Linked DNA regions of Mus musculus: region 1 is linked to region 2. Evidence: chromatin contacts called from public HiChIP or PLAC-seq data. All regions are on one chromosome and are shown on one strand. The core of a region is the stretch at or near the end of the contact, and the rest is flanking DNA. Distances in the headings are between cores, read along the strand shown. Region 1 has its middle 9.5 kb from the start of Gm23851. Region 2 overlaps Rimklb (ribosomal modification protein rimK-like family member B).

Region 1 (5,871 bases), core at 1,012-3,511, 2.5 Mb before region 2:
CAGACCAGCCTACAGTTAACAGCTCTAAAATCCTCTGCCTGGCTTTATTCCTAAGGAAGAGGGGGACTGTTGATACCTGTCCCTCACAGCCCAGTGCAGTGTGGTTTTTATGCTCCAGGAGGCCTCCTGCTTCCGGGACATAGGGGAAGGGAGGATAATTGCTGGGGAAGAAGTGAGTGCTCAGTTGGTTTTCGTTTCTGTTTTGGTTTTGGTTTTTCAAGACAGGGTTTCTCTGTGTAGCCCTGGCTGTTCTGGAACTTGCTCTGTAGACCAGGCTGGCCTCGAGCTTATAGAGATCTGCCTGCCTCTTACTCCCTAGTGCTGGGATTAAAGGTGTGAGCCACCACGCCTGGCTAAATTAAAAAAAAAAAAAAAAGATTTATTTACTTATATGTAAGCACACTGCAGCTATCTTCAGACACACCACAAGAGAGCATCAGATCTCATTATGGATGGTTGTGAGCCATCATGTGGTTGCTGGGATTTGAAGTCATGACCTTCAGAAGAGCAGTTGGCACTTTGAACCACTGAGCCATCTCTCCAGCCCTAAATTTTTAATTTAATGTGTGTGTTTGCTTGCTTCTATCTGTGCAACATATGTGTGCCATAGTGGTGCCAGCAGAGGCCAAAAGAGAGCCTCAGATACTAGGACCTGGAGTTACAGAGTTCTGAGCCACTGTGTGGGTGCTGGGAATAGAACCTGGGTTCTCTGCAAGAGCAGCAAGTGCTCCTAACTGCAGAGTCTCTCTCCAGATCCTCCCTAGAAAACCTTGAAATTTTAAAACTAGAAATTAGCTTACAAAGTACTGGGTTTCCATAGGTTTTTTATCTGGGTTTTTGGTTTCACTGTGTGATGGAAATTGCTCCCCACCCATTGCTCTGCTCGGTCTGTTTAGTTTGCTTTGGTTGGAGAAGGATTTCCGGACTGTCTTCTGTCTCCAAGTGCTGGGACTATAGGTGTGGGTCGCCACGGTACATACCTACAGTTGGTGTTTTATAGAGTTTTTTCCTTTGTCCTTTGAAACAGGATCTTGCCATATAGCAGAAACTGACCTGGAGCTTCCTATGTGGTAGTTATAAAATTCTGTTAGAGATCAGAAATTCCAGAGATGGGAGACATGGCTCAGTGTTTAAGAGTGCATACTACTCTTGCAAAGGACCCAAGGTGGATTCCCAACCCCCATAATACATGGCTTACAACTGCCTGTAACTTCAACTCCATGAGGGTTTAATGATTGGCACCTGCATTTGCTTGAACAGAGGCGCACACTTGTCCACAATAACAACTCAAGAAAATCCCATGAAATCCATACATTAAAAGGCAACAGACTCCTAGGTGGGAGGGAGATTTTTCTCCACTTGGGTGAGTAGTCTAACGGGTTGGTAGAGTGGAGTGTAGGAAGACATAAAGCATTCTGTCACCGTGTGCGGGAGACCAGCCTGAACTGTAAGAAGCTTACGGCAGCATTTTCACTAGGCATGGTGGTGTGTGCCTGCAATCCCTGCATTTAGACGCTGAGGCAGAATTGCTACAAGTTTGAGGCTAGCCTGGGCTACATGGTACCAGGCTACCCAGGTCTGCGTAGCAACCCCTTGTCTCAAAACAGAATCCCTCAGCATATTGTCGCTGGGGTTGTATGGTAAGAATTCTCACTTCAGTGTTTCTCACAAGGCTGCAATTAAGTTGTGAGCCAACAGGCTTGAGTGTAACTCAGTGGAATAGATGCCTGATCCGGGTTTGATCTCCAGTACCATAAAAGGTAATAGCCCATCATTTCCACCACTGGGCCACCCAATCTGTTTTCAGGAGGGTGGGAGAAAGCAGGAAGCATAGGCAGCCACTATGAAAAGTGCTAACTGGAGGCCACCAGCAACCAAGTTCCTACATAAACCAAATGGTGGTACTGTACACCTTTTAATTCCAGCACTGGGAAGGCAGAGGCAGGTTCTAGGACAGCTGGGACTACACAGAGAAACCCTGTCTCAAATTAAAAAAAAAAAAAAAGTCTTATGACTTTGGTACACTCACATGCACATGGTACTCACTTGTGCACATACACACACTAAACATGCTAGAATCTCTAGGGTGTGTTTTCCACCCTCGGTGGCTTTCAGGTCTAAGCTGTGGAGTCCTGAGAAGGAAGCACTCTTGCCCAGACTAGTGATAACCTGGAACTGAAGCTGATAACTGCAGGGCTCTGGAGAAGAGGGAAAGGCTGGGCCACCATCTGGGGTGAGTCAAGGTGACTGAGTGCGGAAAGTGAGCAAGACAGGACTTGTCTTCCGCTGGTGCTAAGTGTGTGGTTATAAGAAGGCCTGCGTGCTAAGACATAGTGGAAGAGCTAAAAAATGGTTGCCCAAGAAGCCACATCTTGCCTGAGGTCAAAAAACAAAACAAAACCCAACAAAGGATATGGCTTTTAAGCAAACTGGAGACTGCAATGGAGAGAGCAGAGGAGGAGGAAATGGGCCATCCTGGGAGGAGCAGCAGGGTGAGTCCCTGCTCACAGAAGGGTTAACCTGCAGCCCTCTCGTGCTCCTCCAGAGACGGGTGGACAACCCTGTCCAGTCCTTTCTCTCTCTCTCTTTTTTTTGTTTTGTTTTTTTGAGACAGGGTTTCTCTGTGTAGCCCTGGCTGTCCTGGAACTCACTCTGTAGACCAGGCTGGCCTTGAACTCAGAAATCCGCCTGCCTCTGCCTCCCAAGTGCTGGGATTAAAGGCATGCGCCACCATCGCCCAGCTCTCTCTTTATTTTAATCTGAAAGTTGGTGTAGTAGAAACAATTTATGATTATCCCCGACTGGCTTACCAACAAGTGACACTCAGACCATAGCTGTTTTATTTGGCTTTGACAATTATTGAGAGGGTCATCCCTAGTCTACTTTCTAACTGCTGGCCTGGCCGCCTCCCAGTGTGCCCCAAACCTTTGGTGGCCACATGCCCATGGTTCATCTCCCATCATAGCGCCTTCCCTTCCCTCTCACCCTCATCGTCCTCTCTCCCCACTTCTGGTTTCACCTCCAACTAGCTAACTCAAAAACCCACTCACCTCCAATCCCTCCAGTAATTGGGTACAGCCAATGTTATTTAACCAGTAGTTTTAAATTAAGGAACAAGGTTTGCACAACAAAAGCCTGCAAACTAGACTTCACTCTTAGGCCCTGACCTTCAGGTACAGAATTTAGCATTACAATACAGAGCAGCTGACCAAACCACCACAGTTGGTGACTGCATAGTGACTGAAAAGCCCAAAATTGTAAAGAACATGTTCTGTGTTAAGCATTCTGGGAAGTGGAGTATGGGTTGATTGTCTTCTGTCTTAAGGTTTTACTGCTGTGAACAGACATCATGACTAAGCAGCTCTTAAAAAGGACAACATTTACTTGGGGCTGCCTTACAGGTTCAGAGGTTCAGTCCATTATCAAGGTGGGAACATGGCAATGTCTATACAGGCACAGTGCAGGAGTTGCTGAGAGTTCTACATCTACATCTCTAGGAGCAGCTCCCACCAGGTTAGGAGGAGGGTCTCATTGCGCACCCCACAGTGACACACTTCCTCCAACAAGGCCACACCTACTCCAACAAGCACACTTGCTCCAACAAGGCCACACCTCCAAATAGTGCCACACCCTGGGCCAAGCATATTCAAACCACCACTGGTGGCCTTTTCTCTTTTTACTTGCATCTATTTTCTGGGACTGGAGAGACTTGATTATAAACACTTCCTGCTTTTGCAGAGGACCCAGGTTTGGTTCCCACCATCCACACAGCAGCTAACAACCGTTAACTTTCAAACCCAGGACAAGTGGCTGAGATGCCTATTTTAAGAGATCAAAGCAGACCTGACATCCATATTCTCCCAGCATCCCTCAGTTCCTACCTGTTACAGGACATGGCTGTCATACCCCATGCCCTACCTTGAACTCTCTAGCACAGGGACTGGGCTGCCCTTCCCCAAGAGGCTCTTCCCTGTATAATCCAGACATTTTGGTTACCCAGCCCCCTTTTGTACCTTTGGCCTCCTGGCTGCTGTACCTGGTTCCCCTCTCTCCCTTTCCCTCTGCTTCTCCATCCATGGTTCTGTCATGGCTACTCTGGACTCTTCCAGATGCCTGTGGGGCATGGGGGCCAGCGTTATCAGACAGGCGTGAGAACTGGCTGAATGAGCTAAAACCCCAGGAATCTCAGAATCGAGATTCCTGAGCACCGGGGTGCTGACAGGAGTGGAACCAATACCCGCCTGTCTCTACCTGCTCTGGAACAAGTTACCACGACACCCACTGAGGACCATGGGCATTGGGGCTTGTAGCCTAAACACCTGGAGTTCTTCTCCATGCTAATGAGGTGTCTAGCCCAGAGCCCTCAGCCAATGAGCTTCCTTTCCTGGGTATTCCTCACAAAAGGTATGTAAATTCCTGGTTCACCCCAATAAAGTATTCGCATTCACATCCACCATCAAATAAAGCAGTATGAATGAGCAAGGGTCATCTCTTCATTAAGGATCGCCTTGGGGAAGGCCTTCATCTTTAAGAATTCCACCTAAACTGCCAATAGACGCCTTCTCTCTTCAGCCCCTTCTAACTCTTGGCACTCACTTTGAGTCAGACTGGTTCTTCCTGGCCTGGGCTCTACCTTCTCCTCCTTGCCAGGCACGTGGATGCCCAGAGGGGAAGCATGGACCCGGGACCTCTGTTCCCCATTCCCAGCAATATACCAGCAGCACCCAGGTACACAGGGCACAGGAACCCACAGCATTTGTCCCAGCCCCTGCTATTTTTCCCGGTCTGGCGAAGGAAAACACGGCCTGAGGACCACCCTCATGGACTTCATTCTGGCTACTCTGAGCGGCATGCCAGCTGTGCCCAGGCACCCAAGGTTGAGGCAGGGCACAGTAAAACAGAGAGTGTGCATGGGGGGCCGGGGGAGGGGGCAGGTTACTCTGTGCTTCTACTACTGCCATTGGACTTAGCAGCCCAGTCTCTGCCCAGGCAAGCCAGGCTCTGCAGCTGTGCTCCTCAAACTTGAGCTAAATTAATACTAGAAAAGAGTAGCCATTTTGGGAAGAGGGACAAAGATCCAGTGGTCATCCCTGTCCCCAGTTCATCTTTGAGGTTCTAGAGTGAAATTAAGGTTTAAGTGGAGAACCAGATGCGCATCTAAGCAATCTAGGTCAGGGTGTGGTCCAGCCCACTATTGACCCATCTTTTCTCGGTAAGGTAGCCTGAGGAGTTGTAAATCTCTTTCCAGGAGAAAAGGTTCCCTTCTGGCTAGCCTAGGCTTACACCTCTTCCCAGCATGAAAGTCTGGGAAAGCTGGGTAGTGGCAGCTTCATTGCAGGCCTTTAACTCCAGCATTCAGGAGGCAGAGGCAAGCATTCATGAGTCCAAGGCCAGCCTGGTCTACAAAGTGGGTTCTAGGACAGCCAGGGCTGTTACTTGGAGAAACTCTGTCTTAAAAACCAAAGGAGAGAGCCGGGCATGGTGGTGCACGCCTTTAATCCCAGCACTCGGGAGGCAGAGGCAGGTGGATTTCTGAGTTCGAGGCCAACCTGGTCTACAGAGTGAGTTCCAGGACAGCCAGGGCTATAGAGAAACCCTGTCTCGAAAAACCAAAAAAAAAAAAAACCAACCAAACAAACAAAGGGGAAAGTCTGGGGAAATTCTAGTTTCTTAGAGTCCATTTTGTCTGAAAGACTCACAACATGAGGACTCCCACATGTTCTGACTCAGGAGAGCCAACACCCCAAATCACTCACGAGAAACGGTCTTGATGCAAACCGCAAGAGGACTTTTATTCCAGGTGCGCTCTGGGACCCAAAGTTGTACACCAAGCAGGGGTAGAGGACCGTGGGCCCGGAGTGGCTGGGACAG
Region 2 (5,978 bases), core at 2,687-5,186:
GGTCTCAGGAACAGGAAGTTTTGTTTAACCCTTCAGACCACAGATTCAGACGGAGAGGGGAACATACATAGTATCCTTAATTTTTTTCATTTTTATTTTTTGATGTTATACTTTTTTTTTGAAAACTATTATTTTGCCATGGATAGTTATAGCTTATTGAAAATTCTAAGTCTTCATAAAGTTCAAGGATTTTGAGTTTTGAGAATATCTTTTATTAAGGAAATTAGAAATAGGAACTACAGTGCCTAAGCTTTTGAAATTATTTGCAAGGTAAAAAATGTAACCGTTTTTAGCTTTAGAGTAGTATGAGAATTAGAAATTTGAGGAGATAAAAGAATATAGAGCTGGGTATGGTGACATTTGCCTATATTCCCAGCACTGGTAGTGGGGGCGGGTGCAGGGTTGGGGTGCAGTAAGGTCAGAACCGGTTTGAGCTACATATTGAGACTCTTAAAAAATGATCTAGACTTAAACACTGAAAGTAATAACTTGATTAAAAGAAGTTTATTATTTTTAGCCTTGTATGTTTTATTGGCATGCTCATGCTGAACTTTGCAAGGGAAAATTGTCAAACCTGTAGATGACTCAGACGTTCAGAGCACTTGCTACCCTTACAGAGGATCCAAGTTTGGTTCCCATCACCCACATGGTAGCTCACAACATCTATAATTACATTTTCAGGCTGGCTGCTTTCTTAGCCTCCATAGGCACCAGATATGAACCTGGTGCACGTAACAAACATGCAGACAGACACTAATACACATTAAGTCAAAACCTACTTCTCACTAACATTCAATATTTATACTTGGTTGGGTATACAATTTCACCTTCTGTGGTTGTTCACAGGGAGGTGAGTACAGCATTAGCCCTCAGAAGAAACATTTGTCCCTTCCAGGGAAGAAGTGCAGGCTTGCTTTCTTAAGTTTTTCTAAGATTTCCACAACTATGGTTAAAGTAAAAATCTTTTTTTTTTTTTTTTTTGTTTGTTTTTTGTTTTTCGAGACAGGGTTTCTCTGTGTATCTCTGGCTGTCTGGAACTCACTTTGTAGTCCAGGCTGGCCTCGAACTCAGAAATCCGCCTGCCTCTGCCTCCTGAGTGCTGGGATTAAAGGCGTGCGCCACCATACCCGGCTAAAGTAAAAATCTTATCAGGAAAAGCTTTGTAGAAAAAAAGGTTTGGCTAGGCATGGTGACGTGCTTGTTGAAGAAAGTTGAGGCTGGCGCTAAGACCTTGTCTCAAAACAAATCACCACATACAAAAACACCTTTCTGTCCAAGGACAAGGGAGCATACGTTTGTATCTTGTAGGCTCTATGGGATATCGGGAAAATAAAAACATTTTTATTTCTATTATACTTATCTTCTAATGAGATTTAATTATCTTAAACTACACAATCATTGTAATTTACAATTTTCCAAAATTGGGAATGATGGCATTGGCTGGATTTCTTCTTAGCTTTGAGCTATTATTGTATGTAGCAGAGATTAACCTCTGGCTTAAAACCATTGCTTACCTTGTGATAGAAATGGTTGTGATGTAGGAGAATTAGCATCAGTAGATGTTTTAGTGGTAGGCTTGGCAAGCCAAAATACTGAGGCTCCATACTGTTGGCTTACCATATGGGTTTGTGAAAAAAGTCTTCCTCAAGATGATATCTGGAAAAGTAGGGAAGGGTCCATTGAAGGACCAGTTCTGTCTTGCTACTCAGGAACCTGCTGATCTGCCTTGCTTTGCTTCCTTCTGATCTTGACCTTTGTTTCTGGATTGAAATCCATGCTGTCTGGCATGATAAAGTCACAGTTCCATCTGCTCACATGCTCTGCATCTGTGGGCAAGGAAATGTTTATGGATGTATTTTTTGTTTTTTGGGAAGGGAGCGAAAAGGTCTCATTTTGTAGAGGTACATAGATAATAGAGAACAGGCTGGCCTCAAACTTATCTAAAATAGGCATTTAAAACATTCTCTATTATCAAACTGTGAGTGATAAACTATTTGCTTTTCAGGAAGACAATTTTTTCAGCTTTTGTCTGATTCAGATTCAGGGAAATGGCACTCTGTGGGAAAGACAACCTCAATTTTTACACTCTAGTAAAATATGTTTCAAATGTTCTATTTAAAGAAGGGACACAAACTAAACTAAACACCGAGTAACAGTGCAGTCCCTGAGCAGTGGTGTACAGTGATGGGCATAGGTGTTTGCTTGCATTACTCCTTTTGTTATCAAAGTCTTTTCTCCTTTAAGTTACTACTTAAGATGCTGGGTTTTGCTTATGTAGCAATACAAGTTTTTCATTATTTATTATTATTATTGTAAAAGAGCAAGAGAAAATTAAATATAAAACTACAAACTTAATGGGTTATCTAATGATGGGGAAGGTAGGATATTGCCGACGATTTGTATTTGTATAAGCAATTTGTATAAAATCATACTAGGAAGGGAAGGGAATTTTTTTTCCTAAGACAGGGTTTCTCTCTGTAGCTCTGGCAGTCCTGAACTGGCCTCCAGTCTGCCTGTTGCTCTGAGTGAAATCAACTAGGATCTCTCTGCTAGACACCATGAGAGTGAGACCTAAGCAGGGTTCCTCCAGTGCACTGGGCACAGCGTTCTGTTGATGCTTAACCAAATTCTGAGAGATGTTTTTGCTAATGGCCTTAGATTCTCTACGCAGCCAAGTATGACATTGAGTTCCTCATCCTCCTGTGCCTAAGTCATCAGGTCAGCTGGAGATTCCCTCTCCTCTGCGTTCAGTTAACATAGAACTTTATCTGTGAAGTCAAATCTCATCAAGCTCATGTGTATTTCCTTTCCCATCCAGATAAAAGTTTACATCAACTAATCCAGAAAAGGAAGAACAAGCAGACCGAGATGTGTAGCTCAGTGACTGGTAAGCTGTGGTTCTTGACAGATCGTCGCATCAGGGAAGACTACCCACAGAAAGAGATCTTACGAGCGTTGAAGGCCAAATGTTGTGAAGAGGAATTGGACTTTCGGGCTGTGGTGATGGATGAGATGGTGCTGACGGTCGAGCAAGGAAATCTGGGTAAGACTCTACAACTGAGGACCAGTCTTACCATAAGGACTGCCTCACAGAGCAGCTCTGTTATAGAAGATTAGAGCTCTCAGAGTTCTAATCGTATCATGTGTGAAAGAGCTGGAGAGCTGAGTGCAAGGCCAGTCTGGTGTATAGAGTGATTCTAGGACAGCAAAGACTGCACGGTGAAAAGTTATTTAAATATACACAATTTAAATAACTTAAGGAATTTCTTTTTTTCTTCTTCTTTTCTAAGCCTCTTAAGGAATTTCTTAACTAATGGGAATTAGTTAACTAATTTCTTAACTAATGTGATTTTTTTTATCCCTTTAGATAATATCTGCAGCATTAATTAAAATAACCTATCAGATGTGGCTCATGATCATCTGCCTCAGGTGGTACATACATTTCTAATGTCTCACATGTGTTCAGAAGATAATGGATATGGTGGTTCATGCCAGTAGAGGCATGGCTGGAGATCATAGCCAGACAGCTATGAGAGAAAGAACTTGTCGACACAAACAAAATAAATATGAATAAACAAACCTCAGGGTAGCACACAAACAAGCTGCATATAACCTCTTTGACGGATCTGAATGGTTCGGGAAAATCTGAGAATTCCTAAGACAGACACGGCTGCCAGCCACCATAACTCCCCAGCAGAACTATGGAGCATAAATAAATTTTATGCCGCTTATTTTTTTTATATAATCAGGGAGGAATTGTAGGCTCCCCCAGCCTGAAGCAGGCTGATCCAGACTTTGACCTTGCTGCCATTAAGAAGGAGATTACCTAGGGTGGAGCCTTCCAACCTAGATGGCTCTTTTGTTCTGTCACCTGCCACTGCTCTCCTCCAAAACACTGCTACCTGCTGAGAGGCCCCTGAGATATTCTGGAGGAACATCCTATCCTGCATGTCACCTGAAGGCTTGCTCCAGACACCAAGAAAGGACTGGCGCTGGAGGGTAGTGGGGGAGAATGAGCCTTCCCCCTTTATAAGCACAGTTTCTGAGTAAAATCATGGGCCTTGATCAGGACCTTTGTCTTGGCTCCATTATCTCTCTCGAGGTCTAAGTCTCTTTCAGTCCCAGCCTGCCTCCCAGGTGTACCTGGTTCAAATAGGCCGCAGGCCGGCATACAACAGGTAGCCTTTGGCTGCTGCTGCTGCTTCTCCTCCTTCTCTTTTTCTTTTCTTTCTCCTTTTCTTCCTCCTTTTCTCCCTTTTCTTCCTCTTTTTATTTTTTCACCCCCAAGATAGGTTTTCTCTGTAGCCCTGGCTGTCCTGGAACTCACTCTGTAGACCAGTCTGCCTCTACCTCTCACTGGAAGTAAAGGCATTTGCCTCCCACACCTGGCACCTTTCATTTTCTAACCATGATGACTGCTAGGTAACCAAAATTTGGGAGATAGAATAGGATGTCACTCATTGTGATGTTTAGTCCACATGACTAGATAGATATGATGGTCAGCTTCACAGGATCTAGGATTACCTAAAATATGTGCTTCTGTGCGTTCTTGTGAGGCATCTTAACTAGGTTAATTCATATGGTAAAAGTCACCTTGTGAACAGGACAGTTCTTTGACAGGGGTCCTTCATCAATGTACCTCTTGTGGATCTAGGCATTTTTAATATTTTTAGATCATTACATTATGTGCATGATGGTTTTGTTTGCATGAATGTACATATACCGTGTATATGCCTGGTTTCTGTGGAGGTCAGAAGAGTGCATTGGATCCTCTGGGAAGATTTTGAGCCATTATATGGGTACTGGAAATCAAACCCTGGTCTCCCTCAAGAACAAGTACTCTTCACTGCTGAACCAACTCTTCAGCCCTGTATAGTATACTAAATGCCACCTCTTGTAGGAAGGTGACAAAACAGCCTCTTTCACGGACCCTTTTTTCTCCTTTTTATTAACAATGTTTTTCAAGTTCTTTTTCTTTGGAAGATTTTCATCAGTATACACCTAATTACAGAGCAAAACCAAATTATACTGTTATACTAAAATGGAGCCGGTTGACTCACCCAGGTTGGGGCCGTGGGCCTCTGTCCTTGGGCTGCCAGTATCCCTGCTTATCTCTTAGCTTTCCTGACTGTGGTTTTGACTTCAGGCTCCCTGCTTCATCTCAAAGCCACCCCATTTGATAGCAAGGTTCCTTGTTTTCAAAATTGAGTACTTGGGTCAAGCTCTTGTCATTTGACCTGTAGAAAAGATAATGAAACAGCCTTCATCAAATAAGTGGCAGATTTCCAAGTTGCATGCTTATAATGTAGCCCAGGTTGGCCCCAAATGTTTAATGATCTCCTTTTCCTACCCTTCAGAGCTGAAATTAGTGGTATGGGTATCACATGTGGCTCTCCTGAATGTAATTATAAATGGCATTAATATTTGTTTTTTTTTTAAGATGAGCTTTCTGCCCTGAAATGACACCTGACATTAATTTGAGGAAAATTCATAGTTTAAAATACAATATCTGCTACATATGGATTACATTTCTTATGTCACCCTTTAGTTTTTGGATACTCTCTTTAAAAAAAAATTACCTTTCATTTCTAGACAATTGTCATGTTAAGTTCTGAGATTAATTTTCTAGTTAAGTCCAGTGCAGTGAAGTTTCTCCCAGAGGCCCTTTTGTTTTGAATGTACCGTTTTTTGTCTGTTTCTGTTTGTTCTTGTATCCCATCTGCTTTTCCCATAGAAGGTCTTATGCTACCAGTCACTGTAGTCTAGGCTGACTTGGAACTCCTGTCTTGGCCTCTCTTGTACTGGGATCAGAGGCCTGAGCCACTGAGGCCTGAGCCACTGTGCCCAGCTTAGTAGTGATTTAACATCTGACCCTGTTTCTGTTTCTGCTTGTTGCTTTCTTCAAACTATTGTTTACTGCCGCAGTCTCCGACCCGCAGAGACAAGAACGACATGGACACCAAGTCGGGTTCACGCAG

The links. HiChIP or PLAC-seq counts read pairs in DNA pulled down with a chosen protein or histone mark.
Region 1: an H3K27ac HiChIP or PLAC-seq map of embryonic stem cells shows a contact between it and region 2, with 5 read pairs. The contact joins two enhancer-like sites. A contact is called at or near these places in 1 of 39 promoter capture datasets (cranial neural crest) and 1 of 115 datasets of contacts at active chromatin or transcription factors (embryonic stem cells).

Annotation. Positions count from the first base shown.
Region 1 is chr6:124,951,836-124,957,706 of GRCm38.p6, reverse strand. No RefSeq gene overlaps it. Among named protein-coding and RNA genes, the nearest start is that of Gm23851, 9.5 kb to the left of the region's middle. Within about 2 kb of position 2,261, at least 19 of the 459 cell types and tissues checked have an H3K27ac peak or open chromatin away from gene starts, as enhancers often do. A contact at or near this core is called in embryonic stem cells, where this site is marked.
Region 2 is chr6:122,469,604-122,475,581 of GRCm38.p6, reverse strand. Rimklb (ribosomal modification protein rimK-like family member B) reads left to right here. Exons shown (of 6, transcript NM_027664.1): 2 at 2,819-3,043. The coding sequence starts at 2,869. Among named protein-coding and RNA genes, the nearest start is that of Rimklb, 14 kb to the left of the region's middle. Within about 2 kb of position 3,936, at least 5 of the 459 cell types and tissues checked have an H3K27ac peak or open chromatin away from gene starts, as enhancers often do. A contact at or near this core is called in embryonic stem cells, where this site is marked.